4 separate regions of the Mus musculus genome follow, and regions 1, 2 and 4 are each linked to region 3. The links are chromatin contacts, called in public Hi-C and HiCAR-type maps. All regions are on one chromosome and are shown on one strand. Each heading gives the region's core, a stretch centred on a gene start, on an enhancer-like site or on the middle of the called end of the contact. The rest is flanking DNA. Distances are from core to core; before and after follow the strand shown. Region 1 has its middle 29 kb from the start of Clec2l. Region 2 overlaps Hipk2 (homeodomain interacting protein kinase 2). Region 3 holds the start of Tbxas1 (thromboxane A synthase 1, platelet). Region 4 overlaps Hipk2 (homeodomain interacting protein kinase 2).

Region 1 (6,241 bases), core at 2,864-5,363, 230 kb after region 3:
GATTTTAACCTGCCTCGCATCTGACGTGTAGCATCAAAGCTTCCACTAACCCCCACCCCGTCCCTTCACTATTCCCATTAACAAACTTGGAGTGTGGCTTATCTCCCTCAATGCAGAGACAGTGGTCCCACCTGGAGGCCATTAGGTACAGTGAGGGTGATGGGCACAGTGTTCCTGTGAGAGAGTTCCCTCGTCTGCTCTTCCCCAGGCAAATCCTCCCAGCTCCCAATTGTAGGGAGCCAGGTAAGGAACAGGACACGAGACAGTCTCATGGGAAGGACCTCTTCTAAATCACTGGCAAGTGAAGTGCACATGGGACCTTTTAGACCACCCTGCTTCTGAGCTGTGGCTGTGCCCTGCCTGCACTGTGATGTGTGTGTGTGTTTACCCCACTACCAGGCAGAAACAACCAGACCCCCAGTGAAGAAAGGATTGGAGCAATAGCTTCCCCAAACAGAAGGCAGCCACTCTGCAAACCTCATCCCACAACCACCCCTCCCTTGATCTCAAGTCCCATATTCAGAGCTGATGCATCAGGAGTAACACAGAATCCCAGCTAGTTAGCATCCTCACTAAGTTCCCACTGAGGTGCTCAGCACTGCATCCCTTTACAAAGAAGATGGAAGAAAGGCTGCTGCCCTTGGGACTATCCTCTCAGTGGAAGGAGGGCCACTTAGTCCTTACTAGACCATGTGTCCCTGGTGCATCCTCTGGGCCTTCTTTAATGAAGATAAACTGCTCGGCATGAGGATGATGAAATCAGCTCAGGTCTGAAATCGGTCTGTGGTACCTTGGGACCCTCAGGTCAGCAGGCTGCTGCTGCTCGCTGGTTCTTCCTGGGCCCTGGCACCCATGTCTCTGTTCGTGCGGCGGGTGATGTCTTGGGAAAGTGGATGAGGAGCAGGCCAGTAGGCAAGGCTTGTGGTAGTGCCAGTTAGCCCTGTGAATGGATGTTTGATGTGATTCAGAGGAAAAGGGGGCGAGTGGCCAGTGTCCCTGACTGTATTGCGTTCTCCCCTTCCTCGTAACAAAGTTGTTTGCAGCTGTAAAAGCCAGCCTGGCTTGGTTCTCTTTGTCTAAGAACTGGAACTGAGCAGCCAGCGTAGAGCAGGTCAGGAAGGGAGGTTAGCCCAGCAGACAGGAGCTCCCTGGACTGCGTCTCAGATGTTGCAAACACTCATTTTGAACAGTGTGTGGTGGAGGAGTGGGTTGGGTGATGTGAGTGGAGTTTACGTTCTTGGAAACCAGAGTGAGGTGCCTAGGAGGCTTAGGGAAGTATTGCTGCTGGTTCATGATGATGATGGTAGCTGGGTCCCCACCTGCCCCTCCCTCCCCCGGGTTCTCAACATCTGGCTAAGGGAGGGTAGGTTGTGGGCGTGGCTCTTGCTGGCCTGCCATGTAGCTGCTAGGACAGAAAACAGAAAGAAGATTGCTCTGTGCCCTCAGCTAGCAGACAGAATTCCATAAGGCAAGCTCTCCTTTCATGGCCCAGCCTGAGACTGCACACACACACACACACACACACACACACACACACACCCCACCAGCTACTGGATCACAGCACACTCCATCCTGGGTCTCACAGGCTTTGCCCCTCACTCATGTTTTTCCCTCTTATTTGCTTTACAAATTTTCAGTGGAGAAGCCTAAAGATTAAGCAAGCCTGAGATGTCCTTACCAAATTGGAAAGGAAAGGAAAGCTGTCCCTTCCTATAGCCAAAGAACCCTCACAAAGACATCTGGAGATGGACAGATGCATTCCCTGGTCCTTTCTGGGCAATATGACTTCAGTGACCTTCCATTTACCTTACCTTTCTATCCTGCCTTTTTTTTTTTTCATTGCAGTTATTTCAAAACCACTCATCTTCAAAGAGGAGTGGAGTAGTGGCCCTAAATGTTGCTACTCCAAGGAACTGATATCCCTCTAGCACTCCTTTGTGATTAATTGATCTCATGCTACTGTGGGAAGCTAGAAAACAAGCAAGCAACCTTCTCTGATGACCCCACACTGTATCCCAGGCTGAGAATGTGTAGGACGGGCTGGCAATGGCAGTATCGGCCCACTTGCCTTAGTCTCCACAAACAGACCCAGACAAGTCGGTCAAGCCACTAGAGAACCAAAGATGGCAAGATAAGGCTTAATTGCAAAAGGAACCTCATGAACTTTGGCACTATGGCTCACTGTAGTAACCGCCCGAGGAAAGGTTTCCCGAGTCTTTGGGGTAGCTCCTGAGAAGTAGCTCCAACCAGAAGCTCAGAGCTGCCAGAAAAGAGGTCCTGGAGGTTCCCTGTCACAGAACCTCCATGCTGCCTGACTTCTAAGCTAGAACCCCTCCCTGCCCCAATCCTTTGAGTGTCCCTCATCACAGACCCATCCAGGAGAGCATTATACTAATTGTCTCTTGCTGCACAAGAGCAGTGTCCCTCATGGAAGGACTCACTGACATTTGTTGAGTATCCACACACAATATGCCAAGCCCTTTCTCCATGTCCCCTCAGAGATCCATCCATGGGAAGAAGTCAACACCCACTATGTGACAGATAGAAAAGCTGGCCCTCTGAGGAAGTGGCATGTGTGAAAGGGGAACACGATGCATCTCAGAGCCCCCAGGTTCTGGTTTTCTTAATCCGATGTTCCCACTCCCTGTATGCCAAACACTGTGCTAAGAATTGCTGACGAGCCCTAGGACAGCAGCCGTGCAGGACCTGTGCAGAGGAGGCGCCTGGCTTGCAGACCCCGGGGCCTGCCCAGGCCACCTAGCTAATAAGAAGGGAAGTCAGATATTCTGTCTACTTGGCTCTAGAGCTGAGCTCACACACCAGCCTCAGCTGCCTCCCTTGTATAACAAGGACAGTCCTTTGCAGAATGTCACACTCTGCCTGCCCCCGTGTGACAGTGGACTTCAGCAGGTATGTGCAAAGAGGGTTCCTGGATTGGATGCAGGTGAAAGAGGCAGAGTTTGACGTTAAGAAAAGTCTCTGGGGAGTTCCTCGGGATTCCTGGAATTCCTGTTTCTAGCAACTAGCTTTAGCCACTCAGGCTGCTGCAGCTCCCATGAGAGTGCAGGGAAGGTGTTCTTTCTTTTAAATAAATACATAAAGATGATTTTTTTTCTTGCTTATAGTTAATCTTAGGAAGGCAATACTAAAAGTATATATTTTTTTCCAAAATGCTATTTTTTACTGTACTTGATAAATATCATGACAGCTCTGATCTCTGTAATAGGCCCGCTCTTCAGCTCTGCACAGAACCGGAAGCCAGGTTCATGCCAAATCTGTAAATACCATGTGGGTCTGTGTCCAGGAACTTCTGTTTTCTATGAAGAAACAGACAAAACAAAAAACAAACAAAAAAAAAACAAAAACAAGAAAAACCCAAACAAACAAAAACAAAAAAGGGGAGGGGGTAAAGGCAAGAGGACTTTTGGGAAGAGAACAAAATTGAATTTTCTTGCAGGAAACACCCTTCTCAAAGAGAAGGACAACAGCAAAAATGGGCAGAGCAGCCGCAGAACGGGAGGAGGAGGAGGCGTCGGTGGGGCCCATGGCGGCCCTGGGGTTGAGAGTGCTGTGCTAGAAGTTTCATTTCACCTAAGAGATGACAAAAATCTAGAAATGCTTTAGGGCTAGGCTTTAACTTCTTCAAACTCTGTTTTGGGTGGGTTTCTTGTTTCTCTTTTCTTGTAAAAATGTCTGTACTGACTGGCTCCAGGCTTGTTTGCCTAAATTCTTAGGTGGTTTACACAAGTTCTCAATTCTTGTAGAACTTTAAATCCATTGGAAGCAAACCCAGCCAGTGTAGATCTGAGGTCCTGGCTGGTGTCAGTAGGTGTTCTGGAACTCAGGCAGAGCACCTAACAAAATCTTCAGAAGGTTTTAGCTACATTATCTTACACAAACTGTGACCCTAATGGCAATAATTACCTCAAATGTGGGCATTCGTCCTGGTCTAGCCTTTTTTGAAATCATGTAGCCAGCTTGATCTTGTGATTTAAAAGACAATGAATTGTTCCCTGTGGGCTGAAAGTAAGGATTGACGCATACCCTGGTCACTGTTGCCTAAGTGAATTCTGAGAATAAAATTCTCATCATTACACCAGAAGTGAAACCAAGAAGAGATGATGATGTCTGCGTGTCATAATCAGCATGCTGTTCAAGTGCACAGAGCATGTTTCTCTAGGTAACGTGCCCTCTGAGTTCTCCACTATCAAGTAAATGACACAACTGACTGTAGATACTCATACAGACTTCTGGCTACATTTTATAGTTAAAGTATTTTATAGTTTACATTTAATCTGGTACTTTTTAAAAAGAAAATTGTTTATAACTGACATCTTCAACCACAGCGATTGACTGACTCTTGTTTTAGAAGCTGTCTCCCCAAGGCAGGCATGTTCCACTCATGCTGTGCCACAGCCTGATGCATGTGTTTCCCTTATTGTTGCTTTCCAGTGAACCTGAAAGAATGTGAAAGGAAGTCAAGAGGGAATGGGAAAGGGCGAGTCCTGAACCTGGGCCATCCGCAGAGTCCGGTGCCGTGTGCGCCAGAGCTTGGAGGGGCGGTGAGACTGATCCCCGCCGCCTCACCAACACTGTCTTGATATGAATGCTTCCTTTGTGACCGGGCCACTCACCTGGCAGTAGGTGATGCCGGCACTCAGCAGCTCTGCAGGTCTGGATGCTGCTCCTGGGTCCGCAGTGAACCTTGGTCAGCATTTTGAGAGGGAGAACAATACCCCTGTGCCCATGTTCACTGGCTGGATTTTCCACGTGTTGCTGGTTTTGTCAGTTTTTTTTTTTCTTTAAAACAAACCCCATGTAAAATAATGTGTACTTTAATTCACCCATTGCCTGGCTAAGATGTGAAACTCAGTTCAGAAGATGGCTTCAGAGCCAAAGGGCAGGGGTGGGCAGTGCGGGATGGTCCTGGAGACAGAGGGCTTTGCAGGGATGGAAGCAGGCTTCAGAGACATGAGCAAGAGAAGACAGGAAATGTCAATTTCCCTGACAGTTTTGTAAGGTTTGGGTTGGGTTTTTACTGGGGTATTTTGTTATGTTGTGTCTTTACGACAGGTTCTTACCATGTATCCCTGGCTGGTCTAGAACTCACAATGTGAACTGGGTTTTGTTTGGTTTTGGTTTTCTCTTGTGCCACCACTGAACTGTGGAGGACCCGTGGCGACCTGTGGTGACTCCTCACCGCCCATGTTTGGTTTGCGCTCACAGCATGCTCTTGTGTATGTTGAATGTCCTTGTAGAATGTTGTTCTCACGCTTCTTAGTCATATCCTAGGCGTGTGCGTGTGTGTGTGTGTGTGTGTGTGTGTGTGTGTGTGTGTGTGTGTGTGTGTGATTTGCTTTGCACTAATAAACCAAATGAATTTTGTCTCATTGTCTTTGAAGCTAACCCATGTTTTTAAAAGTGAGAGGTATGGAAATGGGCTTTTCATTATTATTTGAAAAGTAAATTCACTGTAGCATAAAAATAAAAAGGGCTCTGCTGTCTTCTCTTTAGTTCCCTCTCAACCAATTTCCAAATGACTCTCCTGGCCCCATCCCCACCTCTGGCTCCCCACCGCAGATCCATGCTCAGGCACTCAGGACTCCCAGAAAGCTCAGCTCTGGGAGCCATGCCCCTGCTCGCTGCCCGCCTGCCCGCCCGCCCGCCCGCCCGGCTGTTGGTCCATGGATTGCTCACGCTGTCAGTACTCTGGCTCAGGTTATGAGGAAGGACGTGGAAGTTGAAAGTGACTTAACTGTGCCATCCTCTAGCTTTCTATGACTCTGACACACACACACACACACACACACACACACACACACACACACACACACACCATGTGCCCTTCAAAGCAGAAGTCCTATTCACACTGCCTCCAAGTCTGTTGGCTTCCTGCCCTCCACATCCCTCTCTTGTGTTACTGCCCATTTAACGCTGGCTTTCTTCCATGGGTTACCTAGGACACAATCATTTATAGCCCCCAAAGCACCCTTCACCCCTTTAAGTGTGTATTTTAACCAAATGAAGTTGACAAGAAAGGCATATGTTGGGGCTGCAGGATTCCTAGTGTAGTAGAAGCATTGTATAGATAGAGATGTTGATATATATGTTTGTGTATATATATATCAAGCCAAATTTCTGATAGAAAAGTATAGCTTTATGGATGAGAAGGAAAAGGAGCCCTCTAGAGGTTGGAGCCAGCCTCGATGTGTCCAATGAGCAAGACACGCCGTGCTTCACG
Region 2 (6,162 bases), core at 2,966-5,465, 140 kb after region 3:
ATGATAGAGGAAAATATCCAGTGTAAGCCTCTGATTTCCACATGTGTGCTCATATCTATGCACATACTCCAGCCCCCAAAATTAAAGATTGAAAAGACCCAAGCATTTGATTTCCTGCATTAGTTGTTTGGAATCTGGCCTCATTTTAGATTTAAAAAAAAAAAAAAAAAAAAAAAAAGAGGACATCTCCAATAGGTATGAGTATCTAAAGCAGAGGAAGACCCAATAAAACTGTAACATGCCACGTTAATTTAGTTATTGGCATCATTATTATCCATATTATGTTCAAATAAATTAATCTTAACTTCTCTATTCTATTTACGCTTAAGATCACCAAACCAAAAGTCAGCATGTTTTTAGCCCCTTTCTGGCAACTTCCTAGAAACAACAGAAATGAAATAAATCAGAAAAAGCCAGGCTTCCCCAAACTCCCTGCCACACTGGAGGCCCCATATGTGGAAGGTCCCACAGGAAGCAGACGCACTTGGTAACAGGTCCACCCAGCCACAGAGACCCTCACACATGTCCTGTCCCAGACCTCAGTCTCCAGGAGCTTCTTCAACCCCCATGCTTTCTCCACTTAGTCTTACAAAAGCAGTGGAAGATGACAGGGGAGCTAGGAGTGGAGATGGTGGCAGAACCTCTTTTCCCAGAAAACCTGGTTTACTCTGAAGAAGAGGAGATGGGCAGAGCACGAAAAAGAGCAAGACACCATTACCAGTATCACCATGACTTTCATGTTACCAGCCAACTCCCTTGACTTTGTTTGCAGCCAGCATCTTTCTGCTCATGCTCAGTGCACTGTCTATGTTCTTTTCCCCATGGGCTCCAGAGCAGGTGGGTTTCAGGTATAACTTAGGATGGTTCCCCCCTTTTTCTCAGGGAAAAAAAAAGTTTCAAACATCACTTTTTAGGTCATCTTGGGTCTAATCACTGGGACTTCCTGTTCTAACAAATTGCCATTAATATATTTGTTTTAATGATTGAAGCAGTGTTAAACCTTATTTTTGCCTGTGGGCTTTGTTCCAACTTATTATTGTTTTGCAAGGACACTGAGTAAATTACAGAACACTCAATCATACCATGGTCAGAACAGTAAAAGTATAAATTCTTTATGATTTAACTTGAAAATGGGTGGTCAAGTTGAAGACAGTTCACAATGTTAAATAAATTGTGATTCTGGTTTACTGATCTTAATCATCAAAGTTAATAAAAAATGTTACTTTTAATGTCTGTTGAAATGCTCCCATTCTGAAGTCTGCAAAAATTGACTTTTGCTTTTCTCCTTTCCTTTCTTTCTCTCTTTCTCTTTCTCTTCTTCTTTCTTCCTTTCGTTCTTTTGTTCTTTCTTTCCTTCCTTCCCTCTTCCTTCCTTTCTCTCTTCTCTTTCTTTCTTCCTTCCTTCCTTCCTTCCTTTCTTTCTTTCTTTCTTTCTTTCTTTTGTTTGTTCTTTCTTTCCTTCCTTCTTCCTTCCTTTCTCTCTCCTTCTTCCTTCCTTCCTTCCTTTCTTTTTCTTTCTTTCTTTCTTTCTTTCTTTCTTTCTTTCTTTCTTTCTTTCTTTCTTTCTTTCAGTTCTTGGTTAATATATTTAGAATTTCTCCAGTTTTTATAATCTTGACAGGTGTTTCATACCCAAGATACTTTATAATTTCATGCCAACTTAAATAAAAACAGCATTTGATTTTTAAATTAGTAAACTAGGAATCAAGTCTATAAGTGCTCGTGTTGGAATGTAGATTCCATGAGGGTAAGAGAGTGCACTCCTTTCTCTCTATGCTCTATACTGTCTCTAGTATCTAAATCAATGCATACCACACATCATATCTACTAGGGGAATCTTTTTTTTTTTTCTGTTTTTTTTGTTTTTTTGAGACAGGGTTTCTCTGTGTAGCCCTGGCTGTCCTGGAACTCACTCTGTAGACCAGGCTGGCCTCGAACTCAGAAATCCGCCTGCCTCTGCCTCCCAAGTGCTGGGATTAAAGGCGTGCACCACCACGCCTGGCTTTATTAGGGGAATCTTGAATGAGTGAATGAATAGATAAACTATAGACACAAACTAGAAGAAATTAACCAAGGAGCCAGTGGCATGGCTCAGCAGGTAAAGGATTTGTTGCCATGTCTGAGGACATGAGTTAAATCCCTGGGACCCACATGGAGAAAGGAGAGAACTGACTTTTATAAGTTATCTTCTGACCTCCACATCTGCACTGTAGTATTATGCACCTCTTCTTGTGCATGCTTACACACACACACAGAGTAAATGATTAAATGTAACTTAAAATGTAAGTAAATTAATAAAAATCGAGACCACTCTAATAAACCTTGGATGTACACAAACCACAGAGTACACAAATGGCAGTAGCTAGCAGTTCTTTATGTTTCCATGTGAATGATAGCATTCCATGCCTAGATTTTGCTTATGATTATTTCCAATAAATGCACTGGTCACTTCCTTAAAACTTTATTATCAGCTGTAGTCCTGGAATAGGCACAGATTATATAGATAGTTTTTAACAACTTTAATTTTCTGATCTACATTCAGCAGTATTTATAGAGTCTGGCATACAGATCAGTGCAGGGCAATCACCATTGTTTGAGAAAATGTCATGTTAACAGTTCTGTTAGAGTAAATCTGTAAATACAGAGTTTATCAGTGATGTTTTCTGGAAACCTGTCTGTGGCATAATTACTATTTTAAATTTTCTTCTTCTTCTTGTTCTTTTTTTGTTTTGTTTTGTTTTGTTTTGTTTTGTTTTTGTGTTTTTGGTTTTTCAAGACAGGGTTTTTCTGTGCAGCCCTGGCTGTCCTGGAACTTGCTCTGTAGACCAGGCTGGCCTTGAACTCAGAGATCCGCCTGCTCTGCCTCCAGAGTGCTAGGATTCTGATGCTTACTTTATATCTCATGCTACTGTTTGAGAAGCCAGGGTCCGTTTGCTGAATGCTTGTTGTAATGCTTTGTTCTCAAGTATTATAAAAATCTATTAATTTTTTTCTAGAGAAAAATCCCTCTTTCAGTTCATTATTTCAAGCTATGGTTTTAAAAAGTTTTATTTTTCAAGTTGTACTCCAAACTAAAAGATACTTAGACTCAGCCTTAACGACTCTGTTCTGAATATCAGGAATGCAGATGTGGCAGCCAGATGCTCCTTGCTGCAGACAACAGCAGTGGTCAACAATTGCATGATGTTTCTTGTGCTTCATGAATAGCTGAGCAGGACATTTGTGTTCTTAACTTGGAGTGCAGATTTGGAGGAACTTCACAGGTCTACAGCCCTCAGCTAGCAGTGTATAGCATTCATTGTGTGGTGAAGCAGCCTTCGAAGCCAACCTCTCAAACCAATAGGGAGAGAGGGAAATGTCTAGCTTTTGTTGTATCAGTTCTCACTTTGCCAAATGTCTGAAAGCAATTTAAGAGATGTTTCAGCCAAACCCTCTTGTAGACCTAGGAAAGAATACAGTTAGCCTGTTCATTGTGCTCCACTTGGCTGTCTTGGCATCTCTGCAAATAAAACATTAAAAATAGGGTGGCCCAGGAAGGAGATAAAGCTATTGTCTTTGGATGTAGGTGTAGGTGCTTCTCCCAGCCCACGAAGCAGGGTTTCTCTGTGTAGCCCTAGCTGTCCTGGAACCAGGCTGACCTCAGCAGCCTCTGCCTCCTGAGTGCTGGGATTAAAGGTGTGGACCACTGCTGCCACCTGGCAGTGTGTGCACCTGTGCTTGATCGCACCTTCATATGACTGGCATCAGTAGCAAGTCCTCTAACACACTAATGTTTGTAGACTTTTATTTCTATTAGCATTGTGTCATAGGGGTGTGTGTGTGTGTGCGCGTGCGTGTACGAGCGCACATACATTTGATTACACTGGGCTTCAGTACTCTTATTCCATCACTTTCCGTCTACTGCAACAGTATTATTGTAAGGAAACAGTGCAGTGAGACAGGAATTTCCCTCTGCATTTATGTGCTCATATGGTCAGCCAGGTGTCGTCCATGTGAAAGCCATGCACAACAGATAATTTGTGTAAAATTTATTTCACTCTCATTTCCCATCCACATATGGATCTTTAAAGGCTAAATTTAAGTTGTTGTTTTATGATCTCTGAGTGTACCAAAGAAGAATAGTCTTATTAAAATGTCACCTCTGTCTTTACTCATGTACAGTCACAATATGCTTATCTCCCTTCCTGGTTTATCTCCCCTGCCAGATCACTCCTCAGAGTGAGAGAGTGGCTTCTGTTTATGTCAACCTTTGAAATGGCTAAGAGCAGGCTGTATACACATCAGCCCCCTGGCCAACAGGGCTGAGCTTGGCTTCTGGAAGGAAAGAAGGTTCCATGATCCTTCTGGAAAGGCCACTCTCCACTGGAATCATAAGCCCTGAATTCTGAGAAGGTAGTTGTGGGCTAAAGAGATTAACTCAGAGAAAGAGCTTTGTAAGACCATGTCATTGGTTTTTTTTTTTTTTTGGTTTTGATAGGAAAATTGAACTGGCCCTTCCTTCAGTAAATTGACTGCATTACATAAGGCACAGGTTGAAGCAGTGCAGTAGCATGAATTCTTCTGCGGTTATTTGATTATTTTTAAAATACCATTGACATTTGAAAGGCCCATAGACAAAGGCCAACCCTATAAGTGGCTGTGTTTAGAAAAGTAAAATAAAATCCATTCATTGGCCTTTTTACCTTAACCATGTGGATACAAAGCAGGGTTTTATTTCAACTAAATAGAATAGCCAACATGTAGTTTTAAGAAAGATTTCATTGTATATATTCATTGTGCATGGTGCAGTATTAAAATATATGGTTCACAGTTTTAATAATTAGTACCATTCAGTTCAAGCAGCTCTGACTAATATTTGTGTAACTTTTCATCACAAAATGAGTAATATTAAACTCTAATAGGATTGATTTTATTTGTTAATTTCTTCTAATCAGTCTTAAGTTATTTAACAGAACTTGAAGTAAAGAATGTCAGACTAGACACCCAGTTAAATAACTGTTTAACTGTTATTCATGACTGTTTCCAATATTGCACATTAATCAAACTTCTTTGGTTTGCATATCTATTATTGTATGATACTGTTGATTCTAATTAATATTTGTCACTTGTTAATAAATGGTCTCTTCACTCTCACCTAAAAGATAATTCCAAGTAAAATACAGTATGTCCACTACTTGCTACCTATGAAACTAGGTTGTTCTAGTGTGAGGAAGCTAACTAATATGTTTTGGGTGTTATATACATGAATAAAGGCTTTCCTAGGAATCTGGCAATTCGTTTTTAAAACAGCTCATTCTTTGTCTCCTAATTACAAAAGCCATTAAGTCAAGGCTGTTTCTGAAGCATCAGCCACTATCTAAACATCCTAAAGCAGTGACTGAGCACAGTTTAGTGTCACTTTTCAGTTTGACTAGTTGTCACAAGGAGTAGATCAAAAATTGTTAAATTGATTTTAAAATAATGTGATCCTTGTAAAAGTCAGATCAGCAAATCTTACTGGCAGCTGTAAGTAGTTTGTGCCATTTTACCTGATAATCTCATAACACTGTAAATATTATAAATTTCTTAAACCATGTGAATATCTGGGTAGTGGTGGCATATACCTTTAATCCTAGCAGAGGCAGGCAAATCTTTTGAGTTCAAGGCCAGCTTGGTCTACAAAGTGAGTTCCAGGACAGCCAGGGCTACAAAGAGGATGACCCCTATCTTAAAGAAAGAAAGAAAGAAAGAAAGAAAGAAAGAAAGAAAGAAAGAAAGAAAGAAAGAAAAAGTCAAGAAATAAAGAAGAAAAGAAAGAGAAAAGAAAAGAAAGGAAAACAGAAAAATGTGGGTATATATAATTTCTTCTATTTTTAGTAAAAATTGAATGTTGAAGGCAAACAGCAATTGACAGATAAAGTTAGAAAATTAAGATGTTAACAATTGATAGGCTCTGGATTGAGAGTGTAAAGACTAGCAAAAATAAGTGCAGGCTATCACATAAAACCGAAAACCCGTACAAATGCTGTGATTATAGCTGTATATTTAAAGACTTGAGGGAAACACATCTGTGTGATGCTTGCATTTTAGCTTTTGTATATATTGGTTTTCCTAAGCTTTAGTCTTAGTTTTTATTAGGAAGTTGTTTGCTACCTTTTCTAACATGTTTTATGTGAGCACACA
Region 3 (6,505 bases), core at 1,672-4,171:
CGTAGCCGGGTGTTCCCAATCAGCTTTCCGCAGAGACTCTCTACAAACACTCTTGGATCTAAGATGACTGTGGTGGTCTCTCTATACCTCAGATTCATGGCCTTTGGCCCCCTCCACTAGAGACACAGCCCCTCCCACACAGGAGATGTAGCCTGAGGGTGGGAAGCCCTACCAAAGCCAAGCTGGGGCTGCTTCTAATGGCTGCCTAAGTCTTGCCTGGAATAGGAACATAAGGAGCCCAATCATGGCTGTTATTAAGCTGGATGGAGGCACACATATAAGGGTACCATGACTGCGGCCGCACTCACCGATGCTTCCTCCCCTTACCTTGGAAGGCACTGAGCTCATGCCTCACTCCACCCCCACCACAGCCATGTCTCCCCGTCCCTGGCTCATTTGATCCAAATCTCCTGTTCCCTGACCTTATACTCGGGCCTCCCACCGTGCTGGCACACATTAACAAGTCGATAAATATTTCTGTGATAACAAATGGAAGCTAACTGTTACTTCCTAGTCACCACCTGTGCTCCGAGCCTCTCTCTCCTCACTCGGTGTCTTTGAACCCAGTTATTAATAGGGTCTGGGAGTAGATTACACATGCACAGCTGCCTTGCCGGGTGGCATGTCCATGAGTCTCTGCGGAAAGCTGATTGGGAACACCCGGCTATGCAGCTTATCAGGCAAGACACGGGCCCTCTCCATGATCAGAGCAGTGGTAACGTGTGCGAGCCCACTCAGTGGCTCATCAAACATTTATTGAGGCCTTGCTAGACGTCAGGCGCAGAGCTGAGAGTTAAGAATTCAGAAATGAAAAAGACACAGAGAGGCAATGTAGAAATGCATATAAGGGGGTACTGATGCTGCAGGACCACCTGGAAGACTCGGGTGCCTAAGGCGTTGAACGTCACAGAACATAGGCTGATGAAGAGAAAGTAATATTGATAAGCATTTCTTTTCTTTCTTTCTTTTTTTCATTTTTTCCTCTCTCTCTCTCTCTCTCTCTCTCTCTCTCTCTCTCTCTCTCTCTCTCTCTCTCTCTCTCTCTCTGAGACAAGATCTTATATAGTCTGGGTTGGTTAAGAGTGATCTTGAACTTCTCATCTTCCTGCCCTTACCACGCATTCCCTCCTCCTCCCCGCCCCAGTTCTGGGATTACATACAGATTAATGTCACTAAACCCAGTGTGTATGGTACTAGGGATCCACCCCAGGGCTTCGTGCATGCAGGCAAGTTCTCTACCACCTGAGCTATAGCCCTAGCCCATAACCAGAACATTAATAAAAAGTGAGAAGACACATAAAGCAAACCACTGAAGATGGCTCGTTTTCAGTGTGGGGGTTTAAACCTAGGCCTTTGCACACACTACCCATGTGTTCGTCTTATCCCTCCCCACCCACAATCACGCTTTCCTCTGCTTTTAGTAGGAGAAAATTATAGTGGTAGACATCTATTATGCACCTACTGCATGCCACATACTTTGTTTTGGATTCCACAGAGACTGAGAACACATTGAAGTGGGTTGTTAGGGACGGGGGCAAGGGACTACCCTTTGCTCTTGTTTTCACACGTGGCTGGTTTCAATGCCAGATCAGCTATGCTGAGACAGAAAAGTTCAAAAAAATAACCAAACCAGTTAAAAACCAAAAGAGCACTGGGCCCGATGCTGGGCTTCAGAGCCAATTTCCAATAAGTCATATCATCATCAGAGAACATCAAACGCACATTCCACTTTCAGCTATGCAAATTCCAAAAGAATAATACCTCACATTTGCATAATGCTTGATGTTTTTCAAAGTGCCTTCCCAGCTATTAATCTACGGGTGGCTTTATTACCACTAGAAACATAAATTGAAACTCTCTTCCAGCTCTTCTTTTTTTTTTCCACTTTCCCCTCAAAACCCAGAGACAACCTAAATCCAAGTGTTTGGGAATCCATGGGTATCTCCAGGAAAGGTAAGGACCCCGCTGGGTAAACACAAATATAGCTCATTGTGAGGTCTGTCCTTCACAGTCACCATTGGGGCCAGCTTTTAAAACACAAGGTCTGTTGTTGAACTAACAAACACACAAAGAGCAACAGTGTATGTAGCACAAGTTTAAGATTCCTTCTGGGTCCCCAGCTTCATTGTCACCACACCTGGCTCTTAATTTGGCACCCATCCCCTTCTACCACATATTAGAAAATTGGGAAATTTATTCTACCACTTTGTCCTTAACCCTGCAGGCATCTCTGTCCCCAGTAAAGTTTGTTTGCCGAAGAGCTTCCATGTCTTTAACTTGATGTGAGCCAAGAGGCTGAATTCGTTGCAAACTCAACATGAAATGATTTCAAAAAACAAGGTGAGCAGGTACGTCAGGGTTGGAGAAAGCCCTTCTAGCCATCCCCGATGCCTTTCCAATCCGCTTCTTTTTCCATTTCTTTCAGACTTAATTGTGTGTAGCGTTCCCAGTCACAGAGTCTCCAGCATTTCCTGACACTTGAATCTCATGCATTTTAGCAAAAAATTAACCTGGCTGTTTGCTTTTAATTCCGAAGCCGTGTTAATACTCAACTCCCTCTAGATTAGACAAGAAGAAAAACACACGCCCGCATACCCCACCTGGCACCACAGGCTCCTGGGCTGACATTTGTAGTGTCGCAGTCCCTGTGGTTGGCCACACTTACCATTTCAGGAGGGCCAAGAGAGCCACGAGCAGAGTCACAGTCACTATGGTACCACTGACTTCAAACTTGAGAAGCCCCAACACTTCCATTTTTCCTCGGAGACCCCGGAGGGGTGGTCCTCAGGAGGAAAGAGGGTGCTGCTCTCCTGCCCTTATAGGAGTCCTGATCTGTATATAGGTGGTGGAGAAAGAAGTAGGTAGTCAGCTGAACATCCCATCAAGTGAGTCCCCCAAAAGTGCTCTTTCTTAGAGTGTGCCTTTCTTTATAAAGAGGAAGGAAGCAGAGGGAGAAACAAAGGGCTTCAGGGCAATGAATCAGCAACTTTATTTTCTTGATGACTGTGTTGTCAATAAACATTTATGTTAGCTTCCCCAGAAACAGGAGCAGACAGGCGGGCCTCATGGTCATCATGAAGCAAAATGGTTGTTAACCATTGACTGCTTCTCAAATACGCCGTCCTCAGAGAAAGACCTCCTGCAAGATTTGCCTCTCTACACCTTTGTCGATCTGTACTTCAGTGGTGACACAGGCCAGGGCACTCTGAATGTTCCATGGATTCTGGGGGCCAGGTGGACAGCATCATCTGCTTTGTAGCCAACCACCTCCCAGTGCATTGGTTATAGGATGCAAGCTCCTGACTGAGAGGAGAGGCATGCTCACAGTATTGGTGCAGACCACAGATCTTACCTCGGGTGAGCGCTCTCAGCATGAGTTGTTGGTTGTGTAAAAGCTCACTCGTAGTCGTGTGTGGGTTGACTGTTCTAGCTTCTGGTCTAATTTGATGAAAGACACTGGATGATTTTATTTGCTTATTCATCAGCGTGTTTCATCCTGAAGACAGATAAAAAGGTTGGGTGAGCAGGAAAACACCCACCATGACGTTATTCGGCCATTCATAGAGTGTATATGGGGTCAGCATCCGCCATACTCACAAATGATGCTGGCCCCCAACCCTGGAGAAGATTCTTTGCAGATGGATATACAGTCTACAAACGAAGGAATAATTACCAGTGCAGAACAGTGCTGTGAAGGTTCTCAAAACGGAGCTTCGGGGACAGCCTGTGGGATGGCCTGCTAGGAGGTATAGTGGGGAAGACTCTAGGGAGGAAAGCCATCACTGAGATTTGCCTGTGAGAAAGCAGTTTGTCCTGTAGAGAGCTGCAGGAGAAGCAGAAAGAGAGCATGGGTGGAGGCCTGGAGGTGGGAAAACCTTTCTGCGCTTTAAGTACTACGGTAAGACCCACGAGCCTTGTTCTTTTCCTCAACTACCCCCCCCCATCTTTCTTTCTCCTCTCTCAGAGTAGGCTTCTCCTCCACAGGGTCAGATAGTCTGCTCAAATTAAGGAGCTACCATGCAGAGTGACAGCTAGTGCTACTGGAGCAACGGCAGGTTTATGGCCATGCTCAGGGAAGGAACAACCTCAGATGTGACTGAATTCAGTGCACATGCCAGAGCAACACTGTGGAAAAAACAACATATATACTTGTGTATACACACACACACACACAGTGCTCCCTAAGGCGTCCAAGGTGAGATAAGTGTGAGAAAGGCTGGTCTAAACATTAATCAGTAAGTTTATTTACTGCAGCTCCATTCAGAGCTATGAAGTTGCTGATATGCCCTGGGAATGTTGAGTGGGATGTGGCCAGCAGCATAGCCCAAGTGCCTTTGACCACAGAATCCTCCTTCAGGGGCATTTATTAACACAGCTCGGATGGAGTACTCTAAGGAACTTGCTCTGAGAAATGTTGATCGTGGCAAAGTGTTATTTATAGAGAGGGAAACAGAACCCCAGAAAGGGAGAGGGACTAGAATAAGGTCACATAGTTTTGTCGTGGTATAAGCCAGGTCATCCATTCCGTCCTGAATGTGTCTGTTATATCACCCTATGGATGACGTACGCTCACCCCTGATGTGACCCCAGATGCTCATTGCCATTGTTATGGAATGCAAGTGGTCAGCCAGAGATACCCAGTTTTCTGAGGGGCTGCTCACACCCGAAGGATAACAATAAGTGTGGAGGTATCCCTAGGTGACGTGCGATCTGTAGAAACTGCAAATGCTATGGAGAGATGGTGTCCTGGTAGGTTTCTTTCAGCTTGACACAAACCAAAACATATTGGGGAAGAGGAATTCTTAATTTAAAAAAAAAATGTCTCCGAAGGACTGGCCTATAGGAAAACTGGTCTTGATTGGAGATTGATGTGGAAGGGCCCAGCTCACTGTGGGTGATGCTGGCCAGACACTCTTGGGTTCTATAAGAAAGCAGGCTGAACAAGCAAGCCATGGAGAACAAACCAGTATGCAACACTCTTCCATGATCTCTGCATCAGTTCCTGCCTCTGGTTCCTGGCTTGACGTCCCTGGATGATGGACTGCGCACTCCAAGATGAAATAAACCTTTCCTCCCCAAGTTTCTTTTGGCCATGGTACTTTATCACAGCAATAGAAAACTGAGACAGACAGCCACACCCTTTCTCTATCTGCTGCGGGACAGAGATAATAACCAAGGACTAAGAGAAGCAAGCTAGCCAAGATGAAGCGGTAGGGTCAGAAATAAGTGACCTAAAGGATTTTCAGCAGGAAAGTAACATAAACAAGGATTTATTAGACTTTTGAAGTTCATGAAGCAATGTAGGGACATTCTGTTGTCATATTAAAGTACTGCCCCTAATATATCAATATTTTTTTCCATGTGGGAAAAAATTCTTATATCCATGCCATTTTACCTACTGTGATGTATTCAAGTCTGCACTTCTGTGATGTGTGTCACTTCTACATCCAGAGCAAGGTATCCGTAGCTACTTATGGATCTATTCCATGGTTACTGGGGGAGTCAACTAGCCAACCCTCTGTAGAGTGTCATTCACATTTCCAGTTTCTTGACTTTACAGGATCTCTTAGAAGTGGGATAGCTGGATGAAAAGGCAAGTGTTACCTCTCTGAGCAGCGTGGCTTCCTGGCCCCTGTTACCTCTGAGCAGCGTGGCTTCCTGGCCCCTGATTCTGAGAGCTGGGGGTGGGGGTCAGGGGCACTGAGACCACATAGTAGGCACCCCACAGAGCTTTTCTCTTGTCTCCACACTCCGTCTCCTTCCCCTCCTACCCTGAGGCAGACATCTCCCCAAAGTTGAGTCAACTGTTTTGACTTAAGTCTTGTGTTTCTTTTTAAAGCTTTTCCTCCATAAATTCCGTGGTATTTCCTCCATATTCCTGTGTTTAAAAACTGCATGTGTGGAGAAGAGGTGCCTTGCTTCTCAGTGGAAGGTTCCCAGCTGCTCAGTGCTAAGCTTGGCTGTCTCTGACAGAAAAGCAAGACAGAGGCAAAAAGAGGCGTCCTCAGGGAACACTCAAGGCCAGACTAGCCCCGAGCAAAGAAAGTGTGTGGTACCTCCTTAGCACTCTGCAAGCGCCTCTCTAGATCACCTCAGAGGAACCCTGGGAAGAGGTGAGCAATGCTTCTAGAAATACCTATTAGCAGGTAGATAGGATGGTTTATACCTTTGAGGAAGAGTCCAGCCAAGAGGCTGTGGGTCATCACAGTAGGAGACGATGCTCTGAGTGAATCAGGAGGCATGGAAACTGGTTAGGAGAGTTATCTTTGAGGCTCTGGAAAGGCATAATGGATAGTTGTATTCTGGGAGCTGGGTTAGGGGATGAAGGATGTCAACGGTAATGCCTGACCTTCTAACTTCTCCCCTTGATGGTGTCCTGCAGCACAGTGAGGACATGGGGGGAGGGGGAGGAGTCCAGGAAAGAGCCTAGGTAGGGAAAGGACAGTGGCTCCAGTGTTTGCATGCTGAGCACAAGCACATAAAGGACCTCACAGGTAACAAGGCT
Region 4 (5,827 bases), core at 155-2,654, 210 kb after region 3:
CTAGAGTGCTGTGGCAGTCTCAGGAGATGGGCAGAAGTTTAAAATTTGCCAGTGTTGCGTAACATTTTAATAAATGTGTTTTCTCTATTTCAGTGGTTCACTAGTAGACTAGGGGACTTTTCTAATCATGGCTAGAGAGTAGACATAAAAACAGAAACACTAAACAATAAGCATTCTGTTTCCTATATTTCCCAGAATTAAGTAGAACCTGCCTATTTTAAGTGTTTTTGATGAGGGAAGCATTTCATCATCTCTGTCTCCTTTAACATGGAATCTTGTTGATCAGTGTTTACAAAGATGTATCTGTTTATCAAGATCCTCATACCTAACTCACCTATGCAGACGCAGTCTTAGAGAAGCCATGACGTGCAAACGCCTGTCATAAGGAAAACTTTTAAGTATCTGATCAAAGTGATTCATTGAGCTGATTAGCATAAGACTTTTTCTCCAGGGTCCGTTATTCCCATGCCTATCACTGACTCACTGGGTGTCCCTCTCTAGTAGAAAAGGTGGGTCACAGGGTACTTCTACATTCCACACTTCATAACACACAAGCAGATTCGTGAGGGCTGTTCAGCTAATGTTGCCAGTAGTGTCACCTCTAAGAAAATGGGATCATAAATATCACAGGAGGCTTTAGATAAGAAAGCAATGTCCTAAGTCACTCTTAAAATATTTATATATATTTATAAATGGAGGGCTAGGCCTGTAGTTCAGTTGCTTATCCAGAATACATGAGGCTCTGGATTTAGTTCCCACCCCCAAAAGAGTTGACACAAGATATTTTGCTTCTTTGTACTAAATTTAAAAGGTGGTAAAATTATTTCAGATAAGTCACAGTCTGAAACTATTGTTCAAATGACTTCTGCCTGAAAAATGGACAACCAGAGAAAGAAAAACGACATTTATTATTACCTGAGCAAAGAGGTCAGCCTGAATTGGAATCTCTTTGCACTGACACCTACAACAGTGGAACCTCACTGCCCTCCTATCCTGGTTAAGAAGCCCCGCACAACCAGCATCAGAATGTGCTCCTGGCCAGTGACTGCCAACTAGAGGGAGGGAACCCAGAAGCCAGACTCACAGCGCCATGTAAGGGACGTTTGTGCTCTAACACATGCCTAAGTTGGAACCTGTTTGTCCTGTGACTCAGCCCCAGCAATGGGAGCCGTACACTCAGCCATCCTCAGTGCATCTTCATCACAGGCTTCCATTCAAGGCTGAAGGGCTGCATCCTGAAAAGGCAGCACTGCAACCTGTCTGTCCCCAGCATCGTATCCTCATGCTCTAGTATACCACTGCCACACTGATGTGTGGCAGCCTCCTCTTTACTCCTCACCTTCCATAGCTGGGGCTATGGGCACCAGAGAGGAATTGGATCTGCTCTGGCACGTGCTCAACACATGGGCTTAATGTACCGCAGCCCAAGCCAGCTGAGTCAGACTGGTTGAGGAAGAGAGAGCTGAACTAACTACTGAAGAAAGGGGAAGGAAAACCAGCACCTCCTTCCAGGCCCCTTTCTGATGTCCTACAGAGTGGTCATGTGAAGGCTGACCTTAATGTAGACAGATGTGCAAGTGAATACATACAGATATAGATAACAGAGAATACCATTTGAATAAAATATATGGACCATACTAAAGTTGTGGTGAATGGAAGATAGCTTAGTTGGCAAAGTGCTTGCCATGCACGCATAAGGAGCTGAACATGAACCCCAGAACCCACATGAAAAACTTGAGCATGGTAGTGCATGCTTGTAAATCCAGCCCTGGGGTTACAAAGACAGGCAGATTCCCTGAGACACAGTGGCTGACTAGCCTAGCTTAGCCTACTTGGCAAGCTGCAGGCCAGAGGGAAACCTTGTCTCAGGAAAGAAGATGGACATCTCCTGAGGACACTGTGCTCCTCATGCCTCAGCACACACACACAAACACACATACGTGAACAGTAAACAAACACATTTAAGGTACCGTTTCTCAACCTGATAGCTAAATTAAAAGCTATAGAACATCAAAAGGAGGACTTTAGTCTGCAGGCTCTGCTGCTTATCCTCCTCAGTAGGAGCAGGTTAAAAGTAATCCACTGGTATTTCTGCTCATGGGGATCAAAGCAGTAAGGCTGGCTGAACCCTCATGTCTTATTTCCTTCAGCTGGGAAACTCTCCATGGAAATCACCCCATGCCCCAGAAAGCCACTCTTAACAAATGGGCCCTGGAGACACCAGAAAGGAGCGTTTGCCTCATTTTACTGTTGCAGCATTTGCTAGGACTGTCACTGGGGAGGCAGAGGGCCATGTCGCGTAGTGATTAAGACTGCAGATGGCTTGATCTAGGACAAGCGAAGGACCGAAACCCTCCTTATCTGCAGTCATCCTCTACAAGAGGAAAGTAATCACTGTCTTTACCGTGTAGTCCTGTTCTAAGGACTGAAGGAAATAACACAAACGCAGCACTTTGAATGGTATGTATTTGATGTGTGTCCCGTGTATGCCATCGGTGTTGGAATGGAAGAGCAGGAGGTTGGGGTTTGTTTTCACATATGGTATTTTCTCTGAAGTCAGTGGAGATAGAGGAGTCACGGAAAGTTTATTGGAGGAGATGAGTTTTGACCTTGGTCTTGAAGGATGAAATTGACTGAGATTAGCAAATAGAAATCAGAACTACATTCCAGAAGGGACCCTACAGGGATGGAGGGGTCAGAGGCTTGCACCTGCTCCTGTGCCTGTCTTTCCTCCTCTGCGGTTCATTTCTATACTTCTTAGCTCCTTATTTCCCTTCATCATTTTAAAATGATGAAAATCATCTATTGCCATGACAACACAATGGAGTCTCGAGCTCTTGCAGCTTTGCTTCTTATTCAGAAGTGGTGTCTGTCAAGGCCATTTGAGCAAATATGTCTCGTTCCCCTCCTCCCTCCCTCCCCCCCCCCTCTCTCTCTCTCTCTTCCATTAACCAGCTCAGAATGGGATTGATAAACTGTCAATAATAATCACAGACAATGGTGGAACGAGTCCCCGTGGTACTGACATGTAGGAGCCTGAAGAACCAGCAGTGCCAATCTCAGAGGTGTGGTTGGTTTTTAAAGGGAGCTGTTTAGCAGCTCCCCACTGTTCTCTAATCTGGGTAGTATGTTTACCTAGTACGCAGATATTTCTAGCAATAGACAAGAATAGAAACAGAGCTATCACACTAATTCACCTTTCCCAAACCTATCAGATACAAAACTGTATAAAAAGATACAATGTTAAGCTGCCGTGTGATTTTGCTTGTTAGTCACGGGACTTCCCAGCCACAGAGAAAAGTATGAACCTCAGGAGGAGTTTGGGGAGCTTCTCTGCCCCCACCTCATTCCAGATAACAAGACAGCGACAGGTAGCACCCAGTTACAGCCACGCTTCCCGCTCCCACGGGACTCTGCAGAAAGCCTTCCTTCATTGGCAGTGTGCTAGTTCATGAGGTAGTGTAGTGTGCCTTCAGAAAGTTCCCGCAGTTAGGAAGTTTTATCTGCATTAAACGGGAGCTTCTTCGGGCTGGAGAGATGGCTCAGTGGTTAAGAGCACTGACTGCTCTTCCAAAGGTCCTGAGTTCAAATCCCAGCAACCACATGAGAATTCACAACCATCTGTAATGATGGATGACGCCCTCTTCTGGTGTGCCTTCAGCTTCAGTGTACTTACATATAATAATAAATAAATCTTTAGGCCAGCCAGAGCGAGCGGGGCTGGCTGGAGTGAGCAACCTTCGTTCCCAGCAACCACATGATAGCTCACAACCATCAGTACAGCTACCCATATAGACTAAATAAATAAATACATACATATATAAAATCTGGGGGGGGGACCAACTACAGCCTCTCCATAATTAGCAAATCAGGGTTACAAATTCCAAATGGGCACAATTTAAATTGTGTCTGAGGTCAGATTACAGTTTGGTCAAAATTAGTATTGTATGTTGTTGCTTTGCTTGCTCGCTTTCTAAATAATGGATATGATGAGGGAAGGGAGGCTCAGCAGGAAATGGCCAGGACCCCGTGCATGTGTAAGTCCCTCTCGCTGAAGAGATTTGTTTTCTCTTGACATGAACAGTAGACTGGATTTTATCTTGAATGTCTTTCATAATAAATCTCTGTGGGATATTCAAAATGGGCCCTTTCATACTGCAAATACTCTCTCCCACTTTCCCTAGTAATTTCAGAGTGGGTCAGGGCTAGGTGGATGGTACAGGGCTGTGGTTGCCCAGGGTCCCACCTGGCAAGGGACAGCAGAGCCAAAACTAGAACACCATTTGCAGGGACACATTGGGAGCCAACCTCTATCTTCACATGGGTCCTTGACTTACAGATCATGGCCCTGCAGCAGAACATATTCCCATTTCAGGAGACTGTAAAAGGAGCCACTGTGTTTGGGTCATTTAATCAAGTACAAGTGACAGTGACAGAAGTCTTGAGTGAAGAACAGAGTAGCACGCCTTCTGCATCCCCCTTGGGAACTTTCCCGGAATGAATTCCCAGCTCCATCCCTGGTCCCAGAAGCACTATGTACCTGTGCAGGTGGGAGGGATACTCCACAGCCAACCACAGGACATCAAACAGTTCTGCTCAGGACCAGCGACTACTCCCGACACACAGCAAAGAGCAGCAGGCCCTCCCCACTCCCCAGCTTTCACATTGGCTCCACATCGCCATTGCTTTTCCTGCTATCCAGGTTCATGAACTTGTTCCTGGGGACTCGCTCTCTAATTCTTGGCACAGATACAGTTACCTGTAGCCCCTGAGATCTGCTGAGGCAGTGCTACTACAGCGCCCAAGGCAATATCTATCGGGGGAGCTTTTTATTGTGGATAAACCCATGGGCTTTTTAAAATTAGAAATAATTCATGTATTGTATAATCCACCAATTTACTGTGTACAGTTCACTAGGGAGATTGCACATTAGTTTTTTAAATTATGGTAAAGCATGAAATTTAACATTTTAGCCATTCGGTGGCACTGATTGTCACCATTATCTATTCTAAAACTTTTCTGTCATTCAAACCCAATATTCTGTATCCACTAAATAATTTTATATTTTTCTCTGCCTACCCTATTCTCCAGACCTCTGATATCTGTAACCTTTTTTCCCTTTTGAATGAGTTTGCCTATTCTACATGTTTCTTGTGTTGACTCATGCAGAATTTGTGTCTGGCTTATTTTAAGTGATACATAGGGTTCATATAAGAACTTCACTCAAAGGTTTGGAGAGATGGCTGGAGAGTTCAGAGCACATAATACCCTTCAGGAGACCTAGGCCCATATCAGGAGGCTCATAACTGCCTGTAACTCCAGGTCAAGGGCATCCCGTTGTCTCTGGCTTCTGTAGGCACTTGCACACGTGCGCACACACTCACTCTCTCACACACACATATACACAACAATTAATAAGTACGTAAATATGAAGAGCTGTAAATCTATGTGACCAGTTCATTCCTCACCTTCTTTTGGGTTCTTAACAATTGTCATCTGGAAGAGTCCTTTGACAGTTCATCGTGGGAGGCTGTGTGACATCCGTTATTCTAACTGGTTACTTTAGAGCTTTTACCGTTTAACTTGTCATGTTGTAATACAGTCTCCCACCGAGCTTTTCATCTTCAAGGACAGAGGCGTGCTTCTGTTTCTCTGCATAGCTATTCCCTGTGGCACTGACTGTAGATCTCCAAGATCCCAAACTAATGACTTGTCTTTTTCTTCCCTATCAATCTTCGGGCTTAACATAGAGTAGACAAGAAGCTTCCTCAGTAAGTCCTGGTAAGGTTTCATGCAGAGCTGCTTTCCCGTGTTATAAAAGAGTACA

Evidence for each region. Hi-C and Micro-C count contacts between places; a contact is called where the count stands out from the background. HiCAR-type assays count read pairs that join an accessible place to other places.
Region 1: a contact with region 3 is called in a HiCAR-type map of Th17 cells, with 8 times the contacts expected there. The contact joins the enhancer-like site here to the promoter of Tbxas1 in region 3. A contact is called at or near these places in 1 of 39 promoter capture datasets (macrophages), 1 of 15 datasets of contacts at CTCF or cohesin (large pre-B cells), 13 of 484 Hi-C or Micro-C datasets (B cells, CD4 T cells, the G1E-ER4 cell line and 6 more), 9 of 115 datasets of contacts at active chromatin or transcription factors (Th17 cells, bone marrow-derived macrophages, embryonic stem cells and 2 more) and 4 of 9 other capture datasets (adipose tissue, embryonic stem cells, liver and 1 more).
Region 2: a Hi-C map of the G1E-ER4 cell line shows a contact between it and region 3, with 2.8 times the contacts expected there. The contact joins the enhancer-like site here to the promoter of Tbxas1 in region 3. A contact is called at or near these places in 1 of 39 promoter capture datasets (macrophages), 1 of 15 datasets of contacts at CTCF or cohesin (the G1E-ER4 cell line), 7 of 484 Hi-C or Micro-C datasets (B cells, CD8 central memory T cells, the G1E-ER4 cell line and 3 more), 6 of 115 datasets of contacts at active chromatin or transcription factors (CD8 T cells, acute myeloid leukemia, bone marrow-derived macrophages and 2 more) and 3 of 9 other capture datasets (adipose tissue, bone marrow-derived macrophages and liver).
Region 4: a Hi-C map of bone marrow-derived macrophages shows a contact between it and region 3, with 32 read pairs. The contact joins the enhancer-like site here to the promoter of Tbxas1 in region 3. A contact is called at or near these places in 2 of 39 promoter capture datasets (embryonic stem cells and macrophages), 1 of 15 datasets of contacts at CTCF or cohesin (CD8 T cells), 15 of 484 Hi-C or Micro-C datasets (3T3-L1-derived adipocytes, the AML12 cell line, the Patski cell line and 9 more), 10 of 115 datasets of contacts at active chromatin or transcription factors (bone marrow-derived macrophages, embryonic stem cells, fetal liver and 3 more) and 6 of 9 other capture datasets (adipose tissue, bone marrow-derived macrophages, embryonic stem cells and 3 more).

Annotation. Positions count from the first base shown.
Region 1 is chr6:38,688,638-38,694,878 of GRCm38.p6, reverse strand. It overlaps a transcript of Hipk2 not described here. Among named protein-coding and RNA genes, the nearest start is that of Clec2l, 29 kb to the right of the region's middle. Within about 2 kb of position 4,113, at least 18 of the 459 cell types and tissues checked have an H3K27ac peak or open chromatin away from gene starts, as enhancers often do. A contact at or near this core is called in Th17 cells and microglia, where this site is marked.
Region 2 is chr6:38,777,129-38,783,290 of GRCm38.p6, reverse strand. All of the region lies in intron 2 of Hipk2 (homeodomain interacting protein kinase 2), which reads left to right. It overlaps 4930502C15Rik (a long non-coding RNA gene), which reads right to left. Exons shown (of 4, transcript XR_003956279.1): 4 at 1-6,162. Among named protein-coding and RNA genes, the nearest start is that of 4930502C15Rik, 43 kb to the right of the region's middle. Within about 2 kb of position 4,215, at least 14 of the 459 cell types and tissues checked have an H3K27ac peak or open chromatin away from gene starts, as enhancers often do. A contact at or near this core is called in the G1E-ER4 cell line, where this site is marked.
Region 3 is chr6:38,915,402-38,921,906 of GRCm38.p6, reverse strand. Tbxas1 (thromboxane A synthase 1, platelet) reads right to left here and starts at 2,921. Exons shown (of 13, transcript NM_011539.3): 1 at 2,666-2,921. The coding sequence starts at 2,754.
Region 4 is chr6:38,706,263-38,712,089 of GRCm38.p6, reverse strand. The region is part of intron 12 of Hipk2 (homeodomain interacting protein kinase 2); the gene reads left to right. Among named protein-coding and RNA genes, the nearest start is that of 4930502C15Rik, 28 kb to the left of the region's middle. Within about 2 kb of position 1,404, at least 54 of the 459 cell types and tissues checked have an H3K27ac peak or open chromatin away from gene starts, as enhancers often do. A contact at or near this core is called in 3T3-L1-derived adipocytes, adipose tissue, bone marrow-derived macrophages and 2 more, where this site is marked.